Linked DNA regions of Mus musculus: region 1 is linked to region 2. A link is a contact called in public HiChIP or PLAC-seq data. All regions are on one chromosome and are shown on one strand. Each heading gives the region's core, a stretch centred on a gene start, on an enhancer-like site or on the middle of the called end of the contact. The rest is flanking DNA. Distances are from core to core; before and after follow the strand shown. Region 1 overlaps Runx1 (runt related transcription factor 1). Region 2 overlaps 1700029J03Rik (RIKEN cDNA 1700029J03 gene).

The links. HiChIP or PLAC-seq counts read pairs in DNA pulled down with a chosen protein or histone mark.
Region 1: an H3K4me3 HiChIP or PLAC-seq map of bone marrow-derived macrophages shows a contact between it and region 2, with 5 times the contacts expected there. The contact joins two enhancer-like sites. A contact is called at or near these places in 2 of 115 datasets of contacts at active chromatin or transcription factors (bone marrow-derived macrophages and extraembryonic endoderm stem cells).

The regions. Positions count from the first base shown.
Region 1 is chr16:92,785,506-92,788,650 of GRCm38.p6, reverse strand. The region is part of intron 2 of Runx1 (runt related transcription factor 1); the gene reads left to right. Among named protein-coding and RNA genes, the nearest start is that of Gm30281, 25 kb to the right of the region's middle. Within about 2 kb of position 1,425, at least 86 of the 459 cell types and tissues checked have an H3K27ac peak or open chromatin away from gene starts, as enhancers often do. A contact at or near this core is called in bone marrow-derived macrophages, where this site is marked.
Region 2 is chr16:93,428,156-93,431,038 of GRCm38.p6, reverse strand. All of the region lies in intron 1 of 1700029J03Rik (RIKEN cDNA 1700029J03 gene), which reads left to right. Among named protein-coding and RNA genes, the nearest start is that of 1700029J03Rik, 29 kb to the left of the region's middle. Within about 2 kb of position 1,393, at least 6 of the 459 cell types and tissues checked have an H3K27ac peak or open chromatin away from gene starts, as enhancers often do. A contact at or near this core is called in bone marrow-derived macrophages, where this site is marked.

The DNA of each region.
Region 1 (3,145 bases), core at 176-2,675, 640 kb after region 2:
GGGAGGCTCCCATTCCGGCCTACCCAGCTCAGTCACTTGCAGACAGCTCTGCAATGTTCCCGCCAGCTGTCGGCTCCTTGCTATGGAGACTCGCTCTCACCCAGATGAAGCCAAGTGCTGGCATCCCACACAGTCATAACTGCATCTCCACTCTCAGGGCCCCTTTGCCATTGATGATTAAGATGGATTAAGATCCCCTGATGACTTTCTCAGATGGGGAAGTGATTTCACATGGATTGTGATCCAGAGAGCCAAGCCTTGGATGTGAGGATCTGGAGACAGCCCAGAGGAACAAACTTGCTTCTCAGATGGAGGAAGCAAAAGAAATCAGCACTGCTTCTTCACGTGTGTGGTGACAATTCACCGTCCAGCACGGCTGTGCTCCCCAGGGCACTACAAAATTCCCCTCGTATTCGCTTGCTTTATTGCAAAAGGGCAAGGTGCAGATATATTTATCTCCTCCGTGTGCATTTAGTAAGTTGTTATCTTGAGGATTGTCTATGTGCTTATTATGTGTTCTGTCCTGGTAATGTGGCAGTGACCAAAGATGGCGATCCTCAATGGTGAGAAATACATCAAGTGAGCCAGCCTCACCTACTCAGTAAGGTCCAGGCCGTGAGAGACCCTGTCTAGGAAAAAGAAAAACAACCACAACAGAGCACTATCAAACACTATCTGAGGTATGTTTCCCCACCTCCTACCTCCACACACATCTGCACATATATGTGTGCACACATATACATACACACACACACACACACACACACACACTCATGGAGAGAGTGAGAGAGAGAAAGAGAGATTCCATTGGGATTTCAGTAAGTACTACATTCAATCTGTAGATTGCTTGATTGTCCTCTCAATGGCATGGATCACAGTCTCTCAAAAGCATGGATCACAGTCTCTCAATGTCATGGAGCACAGTCTCTCGATGGCATGGAGCACAGTCTCTCAATGTCATGGAGCACAGTCTCTCAAAGTCATGGAGCACAGTCTCTCAATGGCATGGAGCACAGTCTCTCAATGGCATGGAGCACAGTCTCTCAAAGTCATGGAGCACAGTCTCTCAATGGCATGGAGCACAGTCTCTCAATGGCATGGAGGACAGTCTCTCAATGGCATGGAGCACAGTCTCTCAGTGGTTTTGTCTTTCCATTCATTTAGGTCTTTAATTTCCAGGCTGTGCTTTGTAATCTTCAGTCCTGGCAACTTTTGCTCTGTAGTTATTTTCCTAAGGACTTGGCTTTCTACATTTCTAGCTCCTCTTAGGTGTCTCCACCCAGGAAATCTCTTGCTTTCGTTTGAGTGACAGTTATGGAGCCCTCTGCCTACGAGGGAGTCAGCACACCCTAAATCAGCAGCCTCCCTGCAAGCCTCTCCTGCCCCAGCAGCATGGCGCTGTCCTTGTTCAGAGCCACTGAAGTCTTCTGGAAATTTCCACTTCACTTCAGCCTGGTGGTTCCTCTTTCTGTGGAATGGTATCAGTGACCAGTTACTAAGAAAGTTCAGGGGACAGAAAGAGTAGGGCTTCAGATGGAGGAAGAACAGGAGGGAAGGGAGGGAAGGGAGGGAAGGGAGGGGAGGGAGAGGAGGGAGGGGAGGGAGGTGGGCAACCCTCGAGCTCAGTCTTGATTTCATGTGCTTCCTCTGGGGCGAAGGAAAGAAACCATGTGTGGTCACAAAACCCTGTACCGAAACAGAGTCCCTCCTCTTTCATCTGTCACCACATGCTAAACACTGCAGTGTGTGTGTGTGTGTGTGTGTGTGTGTGTGTGTGTGTGTGTGTGTGTGTGTGAGAGAGAGAGAGAGAGAGAGAGAGAGAGAGAGAGAGAGAGAGATTGAGGAGATCAGAACATATGTGTTCCTTTTAACTCCTACCAGATCTTGAGATCAGTCAGTCAGAGAGAGCATTCTGGAAGGAACCGTCGAGGAGGGCACTTGGTGAATAACAGCTGAGACTCAGGAAGCACAGGTCTCCAGGGTCAAACCCCCCAACCCATTCCCACTCAGATGTGGGTGCTCCCCAACCTCACTGTATCTCGGTTTTGTTGACCATAAAACAGATAGTAACACTTGCGAGACAGACACTAAGTGGAAAGCATTATGTGATCTTTGGAGAAAAGGCAGACTGTTAACATATGCTAACAATGTGTTATTCTGGGCCAGGCCCGGAGCCACAGCCACCAGAGTAGCTTGGGAAACATCTGCCAGGAACACACAGAGCACTCCAGCCTCCAAAACCATCTCTGGGTCCAACTGGCAGGAGATAAAGGCCCTCTCTGCCCAGCTGTGCCCTGTTCGCCCTCAGGCCTGAATTCTGGGACCCCTATGCTGACCTGTAACTTACCCACTTACCATGCACCCCTCTGCTTAGTGAAAGAGAGCTTTGGAGGCTGGCCTCTTTGAGGCAAGGGGTTCTATTCTGGGACATCCACTTAGGGGCAGTGCTTATGGTGGATAGGCCAGGGTGGGACAGGGACATCCACTCTGGGGCTGTGCTTACCGTGTATGTGTTGGGGTGAGGCAGTTTGTGGTTTGTTTAGGACAGAAGACAACCAGAGCTGACTAAGTGGATGAGGCTCTCTGGCTCTCCCTCACTCTCCAAATTTGAGGCATCTGGTGCTCAAAGCCTAAAAAAGATCTCCCAAAAGGAGGAAGATGAGTGTGGCAGGGGAAAGGTGGGAGGGAGCCAAGATCCACAGGGACAGCTCCTCTTATCTCCGACTGTCCTGTCATGCTCTCTAGACATGGCGGCTTTCTGAGGAGGCCCACAAGGGCTTTCTTAGGGAAATAAGGTTGATCTCTGTGGTCCCCACTTGAGTCAAATTGGCTTCTCTTCATCCTTTCTCAAACTTTCTGGTGTCCGTAAATTCTTTGAAGAGGAAGGAAATTAGGGAAGCCAAGATATTCACAGAAAAAAAGTTCAGCCCTTTCCTGATGGGCCCAGCCGAGATGTGATAGCTATCCTCAAAGCATAAATCCTGAAGGGTAGACATTTAGATACAGTAGCTAGGGAAACACGTGCATCGTGAGAGAGAGAGGGAGAAAGTGAGACACTGCACAGGGTCCCAGGTGACCACTCCCTCAGCCCACACATGGGGTGGGGCTGGCCCTGACTTTGCTACCCCAGCTTGCAAAAACCCCC
Region 2 (2,883 bases), core at 144-2,643:
GTCCCGAGTCCCAGAAAAGTATTGCATCACCTGGCCAGAGCTGGATGTCAAGAGAAAGATGTCACAGCCTTTGATGACCAACTCAGGGGTCTATCATTCACTTACATGAGCAAAAAAAAAAAAAAAGTATCTAAGTAGCAACTTTTATGGACAATGGGAAGGATCTGTGTTTCTAAGTCAACGGGTATCACTCCTAACTGTCAACACGCTTTCAATAATCGTAAGTGAGTGTGTTTATGACAAAACAAGGTATCAAAGAAACTGCTCGAATACTCTAAGCTCTTGGGACTTGTTTATTAAAGACTCTACTTTGATCAAAGTGTTAGGAAACAGCCCGAGTGTTGAAGGAGCCACTTGGGGGTGATGTTTCAGAGTCAGCTCTGTGACCTTGTGACGACTGAGCCGCACAATACGGTCCTGAGTGGAAGTACACTTTGGAAGCACCTGGCAGGGAGATGGTGTCTTGTTTCCATTTGATGTAGCCTACCACACATCTGATTTCCACTCGCCACAGAGCAGAGCTTCAGATTTGGCGGGCCCCACCCAGATTTCAACACTGACCAAGCTTTTGTATTAAGTTCAGAGTAGGAGATGGTGTGGACAAATAATTCATGTCTTTTGATGGGGAGGGGCAGGGTTGATTTAGGAATGAAATTGTGTGTGTGTGTGTGTGTGTGTGTGTGTGTGTGTGTGTGTGTGTGTGTATACACTTTAAACTACCCATGAAAGGGATTGTATTTGTATCGAACTCTATCAAGTTGTTGATTAAAAAACTAAAAGTGGCCTTTAACTTTCTTACCATGACAGAGATGCCACACCTACAGATGGAGATGGTGAACTATTAATGCTCACATCCCTCTTCCAGCCCATCCTGTAAGAACCACCCATCTCCTTAATTACTTTGTCTGGGCTTAGTCCTATGCATTAGGTAATGTGAGCTAAGCATCCCTGTTAGGATAGAGGGGCCTTAAAATGCCTCCTCTAAGATTTCACTTGAGGGGGATACCTTTGTGGAGACAGGCTTTAAGGTGGACCTCCGCAATTTAGGGCAAAAGTAGACATGGATCATGAGGCAGTAGAAGGGTTTGAGAGGAAATTACCATGGAGATGGGAAGGGCTCAGAGAAAAAGAGAGCATTGCTTGTGACCTAAACATGACAAGGTCTGTTCGGAGCTTTAAACTATTGGGATAAAGGATGAAGGGAGAACACAGAAGAAGTTCCAAAGTTCCTGGTGGACTCTCAGCCTTCACCTTCCCATGATGCACTGGTTAGGTCTAGCCCAAGACTCTTTCTCTCTATCCTCCTCAGTGGAGCAGCTTATGACTACAGCTGGCTGAGACAAGTTTCACAATAATCATATTTAGTAGCTTTTCATAAGTAGGAGGAACAATCTCTTGTAAAGCTGGCTGCCTTCCAGGTTTGTCTTTTAGACAATCAGTTCCTTTTTCGGTCTGTCAGTGTTCAGGTTATTTTGACTGGGAGGGATATGAATCAATACTGTTCTAACAAAACCCCCAATTCCCCGTGAGCCTGTCTTAATCACAAGGGTAAAACACAGAGGCAGACCCCTCCTACCCTGTCAGAATCGCTTTATTTTGATGTGTGGTTTATATGAATGGAACGACTCCAACGAGCCTGAACCGGAAGCTGTGATTTAAACCCTGTTACCCCGGTCTGTCCATGAGCAGCCTGTTTTTCCATACGTATTATTATTAAAGTTTTATCCAAATGTCATGTAGTGTTTATGTTCTTTTGTCCTGGCTTACTTGGTGTATGTAGATCATTAGCGACGTCAACTCATTCATTAGGTCCTAGGTCACAAGAGCAGTATGGCTACCTCTGTCAAGCGAGAACGGCCAGCCCAGGAAGCTGCACACGATATACTTACAACAAGCGTGGTTTTGGAGGTACAGGAGAGGTGTGGAGCAATGTGGACCAGATACATTATCTGTCCAATAAGGGGACCTGAATTTGGTACTTTGATCCTGTCACTGTGACCAAGATTCTGACCAGAAGCAACTTGAGGAAGAATTTAGGCTGGTTCACAGCTTGAGGGATGCAGTCTATTGTGGCAGGGAAGGCAAAGTATAGCGAAAGAAATTCTTATAAATCCTAGCCCGAGGGCTTCCTCCCACCTTAGACTATCTATGTTCCCCGATGAAACAGACTTTATACTTTTAGATAGCCGTAGGCAGCACAGGAGCTGGGCAGCTGCTACTCTCCGTGCCGTTAGAATCCACTTTCCTATCAACAACCCCAAGTTATCACAATTATCATCTACAATGTTCCATCTGGGTTGCTCTTAACTTCAGCTGGGCAGCCGTCTGGGTCACTTTCTTGTGACCCTTAGCTCATGGAAGCTTCTTCTCCCTCCTCTCCTCCACATTCCTCTATTCCACGGTGGCTGGTTTCTCCTTCGTATTCCTGCTGGGGTCCGGGGATGTGTGTTGGTTCAGAGCTTCTTCTTTCTCCTCCCAAGCCCTTGAAACCTCTACCTCACCTATTTTTCTTCTGCCCACCTATTGGCTGTTGGCAGCTTTATTTGCCAATCCCAATCAACTGGGGGCAGGGTCACTCAGTGTCTCACGTGCGTCCTCTTTAGTCTTTGGGGGAATCAGTCTTGGGGTCCCCAAATTAGCATTAGATACAAGCAGCATCAGGCGATCCCCCACCACAAGGCTACAGAAGCTCTGAGAGTCTAGTCACACTACATCCACAAGGGAAGTCAGGAGCAACGCGTTCCTGTGCTCGGCTCACTCTCTCCTTTCAGTCTTGGACACCAGCCCTCGGAATACTGTTACCTTCTCTGGAGGTGGGTCTTCCCACCAAAGTTAGCTCATCTGGAAACTGCCTAACAGCCCTACCCAGAAGTTTGTATCCAT